Regions from separate parts of the Mus musculus genome. Here region 2 is linked to region 1. The links are chromatin contacts, called in public Hi-C maps. All regions are on one chromosome and are shown on one strand. The core of a region is the stretch at or near the end of the contact, and the rest is flanking DNA. Distances in the headings are between cores, read along the strand shown.

The links. Hi-C and Micro-C count contacts between places; a contact is called where the count stands out from the background.
Region 2: a Hi-C map of uterus shows a contact between it and region 1, with 3 times the contacts expected there. The contact joins two enhancer-like sites. A contact is called at or near these places in 1 of 15 datasets of contacts at CTCF or cohesin (the NIH/3T3 cell line), 9 of 484 Hi-C or Micro-C datasets (the Ba/F3 cell line, the N1E-115 cell line, brown adipocytes and 4 more) and 1 of 115 datasets of contacts at active chromatin or transcription factors (vascular smooth muscle cells).

The regions. Positions count from the first base shown.
Region 1 is chr2:125,316,198-125,323,093 of GRCm38.p6, forward strand. It overlaps Fbn1 (fibrillin 1), which reads right to left. Exons shown (of 66, transcript NM_007993.2): 51 at 5,419-5,568; 52 at 4,999-5,064; 53 at 4,666-4,782; 54 at 2,800-2,919; 55 at 1,215-1,337; 56 at 770-901. Among named protein-coding and RNA genes, the nearest start is that of Dut, 72 kb to the left of the region's middle. Within about 2 kb of position 2,379, at least 21 of the 459 cell types and tissues checked have an H3K27ac peak or open chromatin away from gene starts, as enhancers often do. A contact at or near this core is called in uterus, where this site is marked.
Region 2 is chr2:125,602,868-125,609,763 of GRCm38.p6, forward strand. Cep152 (centrosomal protein 152) reads right to left here. Exons shown (of 28, transcript NM_001081091.1): 10 at 2,469-2,616; 11 at 1-66. Among named protein-coding and RNA genes, the nearest start is that of Cep152, 19 kb to the right of the region's middle. Within about 2 kb of position 3,789, at least 33 of the 459 cell types and tissues checked have an H3K27ac peak or open chromatin away from gene starts, as enhancers often do. A contact at or near this core is called in uterus, where this site is marked.

The DNA of each region.
Region 1 (6,896 bases), core at 1,129-3,628:
AAACATTAAAATATCTGGATTACTTTTGGTGATTGGTTAGATCTGAATATCACGAACTAACTTCCCCAGTTTCTCTCTCATTTGAGAATAGCTTTGAGTCTCTAGAACACAGAGCTCCCTGAGAGGGGCAGAGAATGTGGAAACAACACCCAGAGCCACATGAAGACTAGTTAAAAACCCCACTGTTCAGCCGAACTTGATGGGCCAGGCCAGAAACCCCAGCTGCCCGGGAGGCTATGGGGCATGAGGTGTTTTAATAAAACTTTATTCACAAAAGAAGTGGCAGGCTAGAGGGTTGGATTTGATTGGAAGCTGAAGCTTGCCATTCCCTGGCCTAGGGTTGTGGTTCTCAACATTTGATACACATTTGGATCACCTGGGGACATTCAAAAAAGCAGCACTTGGACCTACCTCAAGGAAAGCGGGGGTTTCTTGAAGTTAGAGCCCTGGCTTAAAAATAGCCCTAGCACAGGACGTTAGTAAGACAACGGAGTCCATAGAGTGGTGAGGGAAGTCAGTGTGAAGATCTACCTCCTGGACGGCTACATGAACAACGGGCAAGGGCCAAAGGTGGGTGACCCTGGCAGCAATACAGGCCAAGAGAATAGGGACAGGCCAGCCCAGAGGAGAGAACAGTAAGGCCTCTCCACAGTGAGTTGTGACATTTGATTAAGAGGAAGGAGCACGTCACCAACCTGACTCAGAGCTCAGGTCACTTCTGCCCTCGGCTATTTCAATGCTGAGCGGTCTGTACCAGAGACAGTCTTACCTATGCAGCCCTCTCCATCGGGTCTGCGCTGGTACCCAGGGCCGCAGATGCACATGTAGGTACCAATGAGGTTCTTACACTCCATTTGCTTCTCAGTACAGTCGTGTTTTCCCTCTGCACACTCATCCTCATCTGGAAAGATGTGTAATCACAACTTTAAAACAAGCTCCACTGCAGGCTTGTCCTTTAAACTATCATCTCCGTCATCTTAGCGTTGAGCTTATTTCCTTTTGTATGTATGGGGAATTGATATATTAAACGTGGAAGGGAATCTTCTAACCGCCTTTGGACTTGGTGAGAAAACTGCTTTCCAATAAACCGATGACCTTATCAGAAACAAAGATGCTATGGGAGCCCTTCCTGGACTTCTTTGCTTTATGATTCATACTTGCTTGTTGAAGCATTTATAATTCTGAGGACTAAATGGACTAAAATGGGCCCTCACCTTTACACATCCTCCTGTCTTCTCGGAGAACGTATCCAACAGGGCATTTGCATTCATAGGACCCGTAGGTATTTACACAGCGGAAGGCGCAGAGCAGAGGATTCTGGGCACATTCATTTATATCTGTAGTAAGAGAACGTAAAAGAATGAGCCAACAGCACCAAGAATGTCAAAAAGAGAGAAATGTGCTTTTACTAAAAGTCAAAAGCCTTCCTTATCATAGGCATGGGAGGGATCCAGAAAATTATAAAAATGAGTTGATTATTTTATAGCTGGTATAAATATGGTGGATGTATGCTCCGGATCTCCCAGTACATCTCTCAAGCTTGCTGTCCTGGTGTAATTATGGATTTACGTGAATGAGGAACAACAGGTCCACTTTGCATAGTTGGAAGACTCAGGTTGACCAGTTGCCGTTTCCTTTGTACATGAACTATAGATCATCTTTGCTTCCTTTAACTAAAGAAGTTGTGGTCAAAAAGAAGCCAAGCTCTCTAATACTCTTAGTAACCTCTCCTTCCCCAAACAAAGAGGTTCCTATGAGACAACAGGGATTCTGGGCTCAAACAGAGTGTTCTGGTCATTTTATACTTAGAGAAACTCAGTTTACACAGATGCCCTCTACTGGGAAAAATGACTTTTCTAGAGTGCATGGTTTAGAAATGTCAGGACATGTTTTCAAAAGCGAGAGGGTGAAACCAAACCTCTTCGATGATCATGCTGTCCCCCAAGAACAACAATGTGTATGAAGGACAGGACTGAGCATCCAGGCCAGCTTTGAACCACAGCCTTAAAAGGCTCACAACACTCTGAAGGTACCAACAGTCCATATCTCTGATGAAGGGATCCCTTTAATACCACTTTCCCTTCCCCTCCCCCATTCTTTTCCTACACCAGGGAACCCTATCATGAAGAGCTTGTGGATCATCTGGACAGCTGCTGGGCTCTGCTTTTAGAGTTTGTGATTTAGTGGTCGAAGATGAGGCCAGAAAGCTTGCATCCCAGGGGAATATGAGGCAAATAGTCGAGGGACCAACCACTCTTTGGCACTCCCTAGTTTTTCTTTCTTTTCCATACTTCCTTCCAGGCAGTCACACTGACAAATACTTTTCAGATGCCTCTATGGGTTAGGCAACCTCTCCTTTGGGATTGCCTCCAGATGACCACAGGATGTCAGTGGTTATCTAGCTCTGTGAGCAGATGTTTCTAAGAGGAGAGCAGGAGAATACAAAAGAGGTGGGGGAGGGGAGAAGAGCCTTGGAAACAAAAACAACAAAGGAAATAGAGAGTAATAAGACAGGAGGTAGTAAATGAGGAGTTGTATTGAGATGTAAGCAGAAAGACACACTAGTGAGCATTCCGTTATATACAATATAACTTCTGCCACAAGTCACCTCTATTGTTTTCTTTATATTTCCTGACCATATGAGGTCACAGAGAAGAATGATGCAACAGCCTGCCATGCTCAGATGTTCTTAACTCTCCATGCCCTGAAAGGTATTTGATCTTAAGAACTACAATCAAACAGCTGCTCCCATGGTCAGTATAGGCAACTGTCTCTTCTGTATCCGAGACCCTTACTTACCTTCACAAGTCATCATTGGGCCAGGCTCGAACCCCTCCTCACAGGTACATTCAAAACCTCCAATCACATTCTTGCAGGTCCCATTTCCACAAGGATTGCCCACAGAGCATTCATCGGTATCTGCCAGTGATCCAAAGTGGAGATAAAATGAGTGCAGATAAAATGGAGCTAAGGCTCTGATATCACTTTTCATTCTGTCTGAGTTCTTGGATCTGTGTTGTCTTGCTCAGTTATCCTGTTCTTGCAAGGAGGGAAACCTGCTGACCACTGGTTTCTAGCTGGAGTTTGCACTTGCTCAAAGGCAGAGACAGTGAGAGAGATGGATGTCTAGCCCTTACACCGCCCAAGTGGCTTTCTGCAGACTGTCCTGGGAGTAGATGTCCTAATAGCTAAAATAAGGCTCCTATATGCAGCCAGGGGTTTCTGCTGGCTCAAAGACAAAGTCTCCAGTTGGTCCCACTTCACATCACTACACAAAAAGGCTTACATATGATGGAGTTTTGCCAGATATAAAATAGAAAATTACCTAAGATTAAATAGAATATACTGGATAAAAAAACCCAACATTCAAGTAGATTTTGTTGATTCTGTTAAAACCAGGTGGTTTACATTAGGCAGAAAAAGAAAAGACTAGGGAAAAAAGAGAGAGAGAGAGAGAGAGAGAGAGAGAGAGAGAGAGAGAGAGAGAGAAAACATGTTTAGGTCATGGTCTTTCTAAACAACTGTGGAGAGAGAAAATATTTTACCAAAAAAAAAAATCCCTAAAAAGTATAGATGCCTCCTAACCCATCCATCTGGATCGTCCACTGTTCTTGTTTCCGGCCTCGGCCTTAGGGAGAATATTTTCCCTTGGGAAAGAAAGAACTCTAATTTTAGAGATAACGTTGCTATTTTAGATATCTGAAGCCGAGGAACACAGCAGGCTCTCCTCAACGGTCACTCTTTCTAGGAGAGGAGAATCCTTTTGCACATACACAGCCGCAAACTGAAGATTCCAAAACACTAACATCGATAAAATTTGTTCCTGTTAGGTTACTAAATCTCACATTTAGTCCAGAATACTGCGTCTTCTCTGATTTAATAAAAACAATGGTATCATTGCAGTTTAGAGCTGCCAGGGTAATTAGACACAAACCATTTCACTTGCATAGTAGTACCCCCAAGGTGGGAGAGGTTGAATATACTTATATCCCACCCTTAGCTCGTGCTACAGTCCTCAGACCCCCTCTCTTTATATGAAGACAGTACTTTTTAATCTGCACACATGGACATTCAGTGTTGATCACACTGTCACAGGAATACTTTGTTAGAGTTCTTGGACATATTTAATTCTAGCATATAGTGAAAAGAATTAAGAGTAAGTGGTCCACATAGAAGCCATCCTTAGACATTTTAATGGAAAGGCTAAAATAAGACACTGAATAAGGTGGTTGGCCTTCCATATTACCAAATATACAAGATGCATAGGAAACTTGGTGTTTTTACATACTGAAAGTATAAACTATGGGCACTAACAGTATATTTTAATTTTCACTAAGACTTCTGTTCTGTTGTCCTTTTCAGTATCTCTTAGGACACTCTTCTGTTCTGTTGTCCTTTTCAGTATCTCTTAGGACAAGTATCTCTTGTCCTAAGAGATACTGCCTTCCAAGTTAGACTACAAGGGCCATGCAAGGAAGGACTATCCTTGCTTGGTTCACTGTAGTAGCTCCCTACCCAGCACAGGGTGGGGACTGGCTAGGAGTCTAAATGAAGAAGCCCTCAGTGGAGGAACAGAACATGACTCGTACCTTGGTTCAGTAAAAGCCAAATCGCTCAATTTTTGCATAAAACAATTTCAAAGGAAGGGACTGAATCACTACTCACCCACACACTCATTCCCTTCCAGAATATAACCAAAAGGACACTCGCATCGATAGGAGCCGTCTGTGTTAATGCACTGCCCATGTCTACAGACATCAGGTTCTTTGCATTCGTCCATATCTTAAGTGGAGAAAGAAAAAACAATAAAAAACCAAGGTATTTTTCTTAAACTATTGTCATGTCAGTTTTCAGTAAGTGAATATCTAATATCACAATACAACTAAAATCCACATGATAAGACGTCAAATAGAAGAGATTATTTCTCCCAGGTAGATAAGGAGAAATAAGACCCAGAGGAAGGACAAAGAGGCAGGGAAGACCTAGCTGGGCACTCACCAACTGCTGAGTCATCAGGGCCCACAATGATCCCACTTCCAAAGGGGCAGATCTGGCGGAAAGCCTCTGTAGTGGAGAGATAGACTCATTAGTGGGCAGATCAGAGACAATGACAGCCTTCCCACGCCCCCATCCACTGTGTGGCTGTGGCCACGTGCTGCACACAGTGAGAGATGCCCAGAAATAAGGAGACATCACCAAGATTCTCAACGACGTGCCTGCTCTTTGGATGACTCTGATTTACAACATTATTAAAAGAGAAAATAACTACCATGCTCCTCTGGTAAAATATGTTTAAATGGCATTCAAGTTACACTTAGAATTTGATGACTCTACTGACTGTAAGGCTTACACTGTTCATGGTTCCATGGTCATATGTACACGAGATCATGCGATGAGAAACAGAGATGTTAGACTTACCATCTGGCTCAGTGGGGCACAACTCACAAGGATCTCCCCAGCCTTCTCCCTTCAAAGCACAGCAGCACTCCTGCTTGGAATGGTTTCTGGATTTGGGTGATGAACACTTCCCACCTTCAAACTTCGCATAGCAGTAGCTCATTCGCAAATCTACAACATAAATCCACAGTACATTCTAGTCGCTTTCCTACTGAATCCTCATTGTCTGATAGTAGATCAATGCGTTCCCTCATTAACTAGAACAATATTCCAAAAGCAATTGGAAGCATGAAAGAGCTGAGACTGCTGAAGTCACAGACAGCTGGCAAGATAGGAGGAACAGACTCAGGTTGCTTTATCTTTTTCCTTCAGTTTACCTGCTACTTCAAAGCAACCTGATAGGAATAGTAAACTCCAAACTTTCCAGCCTTAATAGACTTCCACTAACAATGCCAGGATTGGAACATCCCCAGATAGAGTCATTCAGGAAGAAACGCCCGTATGATGGCTTCTCTTGTGTGGGTTTTGTACAACTTTCAGCAAGCAGACTAAGACAGGAGAGCCTCCTGGTTCTAAGACATACCGTCATTCTGTGTCCTATATACTCTGGGACCAAAGACAACCCCACACCACTACATAGGACAAATGAAGGAGTGGTAAGTGTATGGACTAGTCAACTGAGCCACCAGGGGCATTCCCTGAAGTAGCTATGCATGGAATTGTGGGGACAAACTTCAAGTGGGATTTTCTGCAGACTTTATACTCATGCACACACAGCTACAGCAAATTAAGTTTCCAACGAGTCTGTTCAGTGCAATAGAAAGAGGAAGCAAAAAGAAGACGGAAGGCAGGGCTATGGTGGGTGTAAGCAAAATAACCCTTCTTTCAAAGAATATATGTATTTCTTTATATTCATTATTGCTCTGGAAACTCCAAGGAAAAGGTGATATCTCTCTTATAAAATGCTCCAGTGTTGCTTGACATAATTTTGGAAGCCAACTGTTCCCATCCTTATGGAGCAGAGTGGGTGACTCTGAGAAGTGAGCTAATGTAGGGTCTGGAATGTGTTTTTTCAAACCTGACTTCCAGAGCCAGGCATTACGTCTCCTTCATTACCCTGTGGCTAAGCTCTGCAGAGCTGAGGACTTGATTCCACTTCCGCTTTGTACCCTTCCTGCTTCCTGGGTTCTGACTACCTCTGACTTCTGCATTCTCTACTCTCAGTTTTCCAGTCCAGAAAGCACACTCCCACAGCAGTGCTTGCCACCCAAATATTTACTCTGTGGAGAAATGCCAAGACTTAAGTAATTCTCATTTCTTGGGTGACATCTTTTTTTTTCATTTGCTTTATTCTTCAAGTTCTTTGTCCCATCCATTGTTTTGCATAAACAGAGTTGTTTTTTACCACTTATTCCTACAGCCATCCTTAAACTGCTGACCTTACTCTCGATCCAGTTCAATGTTCAATCTTCCCCACACTACTCTCTACACCAAAAGAA
Region 2 (6,896 bases), core at 2,539-5,038, 290 kb after region 1:
TTAGGACGTGGGCCTTCTGTGCTTGCTGCAACTGTAGCTGTAGCTGAGCCACCTCCTGCACAGAGCCTGCGAGAGAGACATAGGGTATGTCGCTGAAAGAAGGTGCATGTCTACAGGCCTGGGAGCCACCACAGTTTGGCGTGGAGTCTGCTTCACTATTATGATTCAGGGCCATACGGATAGGGAGCCATGGGAGCCATCAAAGCCCTGTGTATCTGAGATCCAGTCCTGCAGGAGCCCAAGGCCCTGGACCCTGTAAGCCTGGTTACCGCTGCTGCATCTACAGAACACAGCAGCCCAGGAGTCATCTAGTGGGGACATAAGGTTCCAGTTACAGGAGCCAAGAAAGTCCCACCCTACCATTTCTGCCCTGCAATTAAACTGAATTTTGCTGCCTTGTAAACTGCTTTTATTTTCAACAGGCCCAACTCACACATAAAACTACTACTCTCTGAAAGATTTGTATTAGTGTGTGTGTGTGTGTGTGTGTGTGTGTGTGTATGTGAGAGAGAGAGAGAGACAGAGAGACAGAGAGAGAGACAGACAGACAGACAGACAGAGTGAGTTCTTCTGTGTACACACCCACCCACAGAGGCCAGAAGGGGCTGTCAGGTTCCCTGGGGCTGGATTTGCAGGCAGTTGTGCACTCCATGGGTACTATGAATGGGACTCTAGTCGTCTGCAATAGCAGAAGTGCCCTTTACTTCTGAGCTACCTCCCCATCCCCAGCAAACTCATATCTGAAATGTACTAGTAGAGACTCTAGTTGAAAGGGTGGTTTGAGGGTTTCTTTAAATGAAAACAGGCCTCTCAGAAACAGCTGGGGGAAGTATTCACAGTTCAGAGTCTTTAACAGTCAAGGAACGACTCACTAAGTCATGGCAAGGGGAAGCAGGGCCAGGAGAGCCTAAAGGGAACAGGGTCCAAATCTGGTCCTCAGCAGAGCACACACAGCCGTTAACTTTAGTGCTTTCTCCCTGATCAAACCACAGTCCCTGTTCCAACTACCTCATATGCCCAACTGGCTCACTACCTCATATGCTAAACTGGCTCACTACCTCATATGCTAAACTGGCTCACTACCTCATATGTCCAACTGGCTCACTACCTCATATGCCCAACTGGCTCACTACCTCATATGCCAAACTGGCTCACTACCTCATATGCCAAACTGGCTCACTGCCTCATATGCCCAACTGGCTCACTACTTCATATGCCAAACTGGCTCACTGCCTCATATGCCAAACTGGCTCACTACCTCATATGCCCAACTGGCTCACTGCCTCATATGCCCAACTGGCTCACTGCCTCATATGCCAAACTGGCTCACTACCTCATATGCCCAACTGGCTCACTACCTCATATGCCAAACTGGCTCACTACCTCATATGCCCAACTGGCTCACTACCTCATATGCCCAACTGGCTCACTGCCTCATATGCCAAACTGGCTCACTACCTCATATGCCAAACTGGCTCACTGCCCCATATGCCAAACTGGCTCACTGCCTCATATGCCAAACTGGCTCACTGCCTCATATGCCAAACTGGCTCACTACCTCATATGCCAAAATGTGACTTGTACGTCTATGAGTTAATTAAAAAAGCACTGATGACTGATTTTGTCAACCAGAAATGAGGTTGACTTTTATCTAGTCCACAGCCTGTGTATCAACTTGACATTTTAGTGCCTTTAATGTCATTTTATAAAAATAATTAAAGGTACCAGGGCCACAAAAAGTATAGGAAGCTCGTCTCAGATACCACAGAGGCCACACTCAAATATTCATAGCGACAAAAATGTAACTCAGTGTCCACTGATCACCGTGAGTGGATAAACAATCTGAAGTTAAACAAAAAGACGGAAATACTTAATCAAATATTGGGTCTAAAACAGGCAAATACAGTGAGCTCTCATAGTCAAAGGTGGCTGAGGACAGGATTTCTGCATCTGTGGAAGCAGAGCGCCACCTGGCGAGTACTCCCCTTCCTCAGTGGGAAGCAGTTTCAGGCACCACAGCACTAGTTTCTCAGAGGACTGCAGCTGATGTTTATTTAGAATATTACACACGCCTGTATTCCAGATTACATAACAGAAATGAACCGCACCTTTAATATGAACTGCACATATAATCCTTTCTAAAAAGAAACTGACCACTAGTGGACTTTTCTGTGTCTTCTAGCTCTTCTATACCTCAGGGACCTGGGCTGGTGAGATGGCTCTGTGGGTAAAGGCACTTGCAATACAAGTCAGTTGGGAAGGATGCAAGACAACCTGAGTCTCAGCTCCAGAACACAGGGCAAAAGAGAGAACCAACTATGGAAGATGTCCTCTAGTGTCTACATGTGAACCATGACAAGCACATGCAAGCCCACGCCCCCTCGTACATGACAATAACAAGTACAGCTGTAGTTCAGGGATCCAGCCTGTTTCACAGTAGCCCTGGGGACACCCGACAAGACACGCACCTGATTGCAGCAGGTGGGCACATTGCTTCTGACTGTCCTCTAGACTCCTCGTCAGCCTATTAATGAGCTCCGTCTTCTCTAATCTGACTGCTTCCTGGTTCCGCTCCAGTTGTTGCACGTGGTCCTTCAAACGCGTGCAAATACTTTCCTGAACAGAAGAAAAGGCGGCAAGTCATTTTCACCATCAGTTTTGGTAGAAATTAAAACCATCAGATGCAAAATCATCACCTGGTAGTATGATCTCCTTCACAGGTTAGCCTGTGCGCAGGATGGGAAAAGAACACTTGTGACCTGAGAGGGAGGCCCAGCTAACAGGGCACCTGTAAGATACTGTTATTCTAAAACCAGAGTCTACTCATGCCAAAGGAAACACGGTACAATCCTGTTTGCATTTTATGCTGTGTTAACGTATCGATACAAATGTAGGCAAACCACTTTGAGCCATGGAATCCGAATCCTCAGACCAGGAAACAGAAGAACACTCGGGAACTCTATTCTGCTCACTCTGTCCAGGGCAGCCAAAATAACATTACCCTCCTCTGGGTTTCTTTTAAATCTAATCTGTTTCACCGATATTCCTCCTTCTACCAGTTACACATCTTATTTCTGTCCGATGGCATCTCTGCAATATGTTATGCATAACAAGCATTATAATGATACTTGAAAAATTAATGACAAAAAGACATGGTAGCTGTTGTGTGTGACAATAGGGTATATAAACAATACACACTATGGGGCAAGATCAGTGTCCCCTACATGTAGATGTGGAGAGAAACTGTGCATACAGAAAACTTTTCTCCAATAAGGAAACATATTTGGAAGTAAAGAGCTATGGGAGTTTGAAGCCCAGGTAGAAGAACCCATCATTGTAGCAACCATTGCTTCTCGCCTAAAAGCTGCTCGGGGTGACTGTCAATCAAAGCATGGAAGAGGTAGAACAGTGTAGCAAGTCTTCAGCGACCAGAGAAGCCCTAAGCGAACCATTAGCAAGAGCTCTGACGGGAGAGCACATGGGCCTTTGGTACCAGATTCCCTTCCACGTCCTCAACCTCAGTAATGCTCTCAGCATGAATGCTGTGATACCCACCCCAAACGTAAATAATACAGGAGTGTCCTTGTGTGAAGGCAAGGGGCTCTGAGGGCTCTCGCTTTGCTTTGAAACTCCTGGGCATTTTGTATTCTATGTCACAATGCAGCTGTGTTTGCTTGAAATTTTTTCTACCAGAGTTTTAGCAAAATGAAGCTTCTGGAAGGCAGTGCCTGTTTATTTAGTGCTGCAAAGTTCTTGGCACGCTGCTGCTGCTCCCCAGCCAGCTTGGGAAGCACGGTTCTAACAAGCCAGCATAACATGCCTGCAGCACGATGAGCTAATGGGAATGCACACAAACGCCTGTCGTGAGGGACGGCGAGACACTCAGACTCACGGTCTAGAGGTCACGGCAGTTTTGAGTTGTTACAATAAGTTGTATATACAGTCTTTTCTACATAGAAAGACCTGGTGTTTAAGGAAAGCTCTAGGTCTATAATAGGTTATAACCTATATAGCTCTAGGTTATAATAGGTTATTACCATGTAGTTCTCAAATGGCACCAGGCACACACAGACCTTCAAAAACTCAGCTGTGTCAGACTGTCACACCTCCCATTACATGCAACTGGGCAGTCTCTGTGTTGAACTCTATCTTTCAAAATACAGCTAGCATCCATTTGTGATTTAAAAGAAAACTAAGCCTTATAAACTTTCTGAGACTGGCATACTTAACAGGAAAACCTGGAACTTTCCCACAAGGGTGAGGACCAGGGAAGTGATGCCCTTCCTTGCCTTGGAGCATCATGTTACAAGTTCTCACCAATGCACTATGGTAAGAAAGGAAAATAAAAGGAACACAGACAGCAAAGAGACACTAAAGCTTTGTCCATGAATGCTCTGCTCTGCTACACAGAACACCAGGAGGGAAACCACTAAACGAGTGTGCAATTGCAGGAGTGCAAGGAAGCTACTACAGAATGTCACTGTCTAGGCTGGAGAGATGGCTCTGTGGTTAAGAGCACTGAGTGCTCTTCCAGAGGTCCTGAGTTCAATTCCCAGCAACCACATGGTGGCTCACAACCATCTGTAATGGGAGCTTCTGGTGTGTCTGAAGAAAGCAATGGTGTACTCATACACATAAAATATATAAACAAATCTTTAAAAAAAAAAGTCGCTGTCTCCCAAGGGAGGAAGGAGCAAATAGAATATGAAATTTAAAAACCGTCATGTCCTTTACAATACCACTCCAAAAATGAGGGCCTTTAGTAGAAATATAAAACTACAAAACTCTGGCAAAATCAATAAAGAACTAAATAACTGGACAGATACTCTATCTTTGTGGTAGGAACGCTCAATATCGTAGAGATGCTGCTCGCTCCCAGTGAGACCTACATAGTCCATGTACTCTTGACATCCCAGCAAGTTACCCTGTGGGTGTCAACAAACTGAGTGCCTTAAGTTTATACGAAGTTATAGTTTATACACATCCCATGAGCATGTGAAAGTCAAGCTGTGAGAACAAGGGAACTAAGCCCAGGGGTAGGAGGTGGGATCATGGGAAATTCTTTGTTGCTCTCTCACTTTTGCTGTGAACCTGTCTTTTGTTGCACTCTTCCAATTAGAAATAGCAATTGGATTATAAAATAATACAGATTGGGTACAAGTATTTGACTCCTTATTACAAATATTGCTGAGCCAATTGATCACAAGTTTACAAAGGGGATGCCATATAAACACTGCCAGGTAGACAGACACTCCAGAGTATGGGGAGGAGTCACAGTAAATATAGCTCATGGTTTGGAACCGGAAGCTCATTTTGCACAGATCCAAGATTCTATTCTACCTTCTGGTCTAAGTCCCTCTCCTGAAGTGGTGATGGCAAGCATGGGAACAGATAAAGAGGCACAGCTTTGATCATGACCTGTCCTGCAATGACCAAAGACTGGACGGAAGTGGTTGTCCTAGAGTAGACAAAGCCAGGGGTTGTCCTGAGAGCCATGTGGGCTTTGCCAACATTTGTACCAACCATTCCTACAAGGAAGGTTTCCAAACCCACTGGGAACCCTCCCCCACATCCCAGTGAGATCGTCAAGTCAGCAGAGACAACGCTCTTTTCAAACACCACACAGGAGCTGACAGACTCCACCGTCCTAAACTGGCCAAGGACCACTGATGGCTGTGCAATACCACTGTGCTAATCAAAAGTAATATGAATAAACAACATTTTAAAAAATAAAATAACAACTGATTTCTACCTATATATAGGTCATTGAACTGTATAGACTTTAGATTTGCTTAATTTCAGTATATTTTATGTCTTTTTATAATAAAGCCTACTTTAAAATTAAATAAATAAAAAATTCCTTAGACAATTGGCAGAAAAAAGTAAAATAACAATAAATTCTAGTTTGTTCTAGTTGTGTTTCTATACAGCAGACTCTTCAACTGGGCATACCTTTATCTTTTCCCACCCTAGAAACCCCCCACTATCACCAAATTCACAATATTTTCTATGTAAAAGAAAAAAATTAACAAACTGAATAAAACACATAAATAAAATAAACTGGGAATGAGTAGGGAGAATGCTGGCTTGCCTGGCATGCACCAAACCCGGGGCACACAGCAGCAGCATGTAACTGGAACAAGGGTGTGCATGTCATAGCCCAGCACTCAGAAAGCAAAGGCAGGAAGATGAGAAGTTCAAAGTCACCGTTGGCTACAGGGCAAGTTTAAGGACAGCTTGAGCTATGTGAGACTTGAGTCATAAATAAAATAAAACATATAACATAAAAAAAGCAGAATAAAATGTTACACAAACAATTACTCTGTCATTATGGGTCTACTGAACCCGGGAAAAGGTAGAGTTGGCCACGAAGACAGAGATGGCAGCCCCAATCAGAGGGAATCTTGGGAGGTTTGTTCCACCCTCCTGTCTTAGTTTCTTCCCTTCGTCTCTAGGGCTAAATTAGTTCTTAAATTCAACCCAAATTCAAAACTCAACCTGAAACTGTATTCATTCAACCTAGGGCTCTGGACACAAGGCAGGTAAGCTGCTACTTGATGCAGAGCCTTCAACACTGACTCCTTCTTAGACACAAACACAAAAGTCAGTTGTACAATATGCTCAAGCAGCCCATCTGTATCGGGCTTTCTTCCCTGTTTTGTACATTATACAGCCTGAGTATCCAGGGAGACCCTTCACTTTTGGAAAATTTGAAAACATACAGTTATGTTAGGGAGGACACTCGAGATTAAACATGAAATTTACTTAATGTTATTATTATCTTAGTTAGGGTTACTATTGCTGTGTTGAAACACCATGACCAAAAGCAAGTTGAGGAGGAAAGGGTTTATTTGGCTTACACTTCCACATCACTGTCCATCATCAAAGGAAGTCAG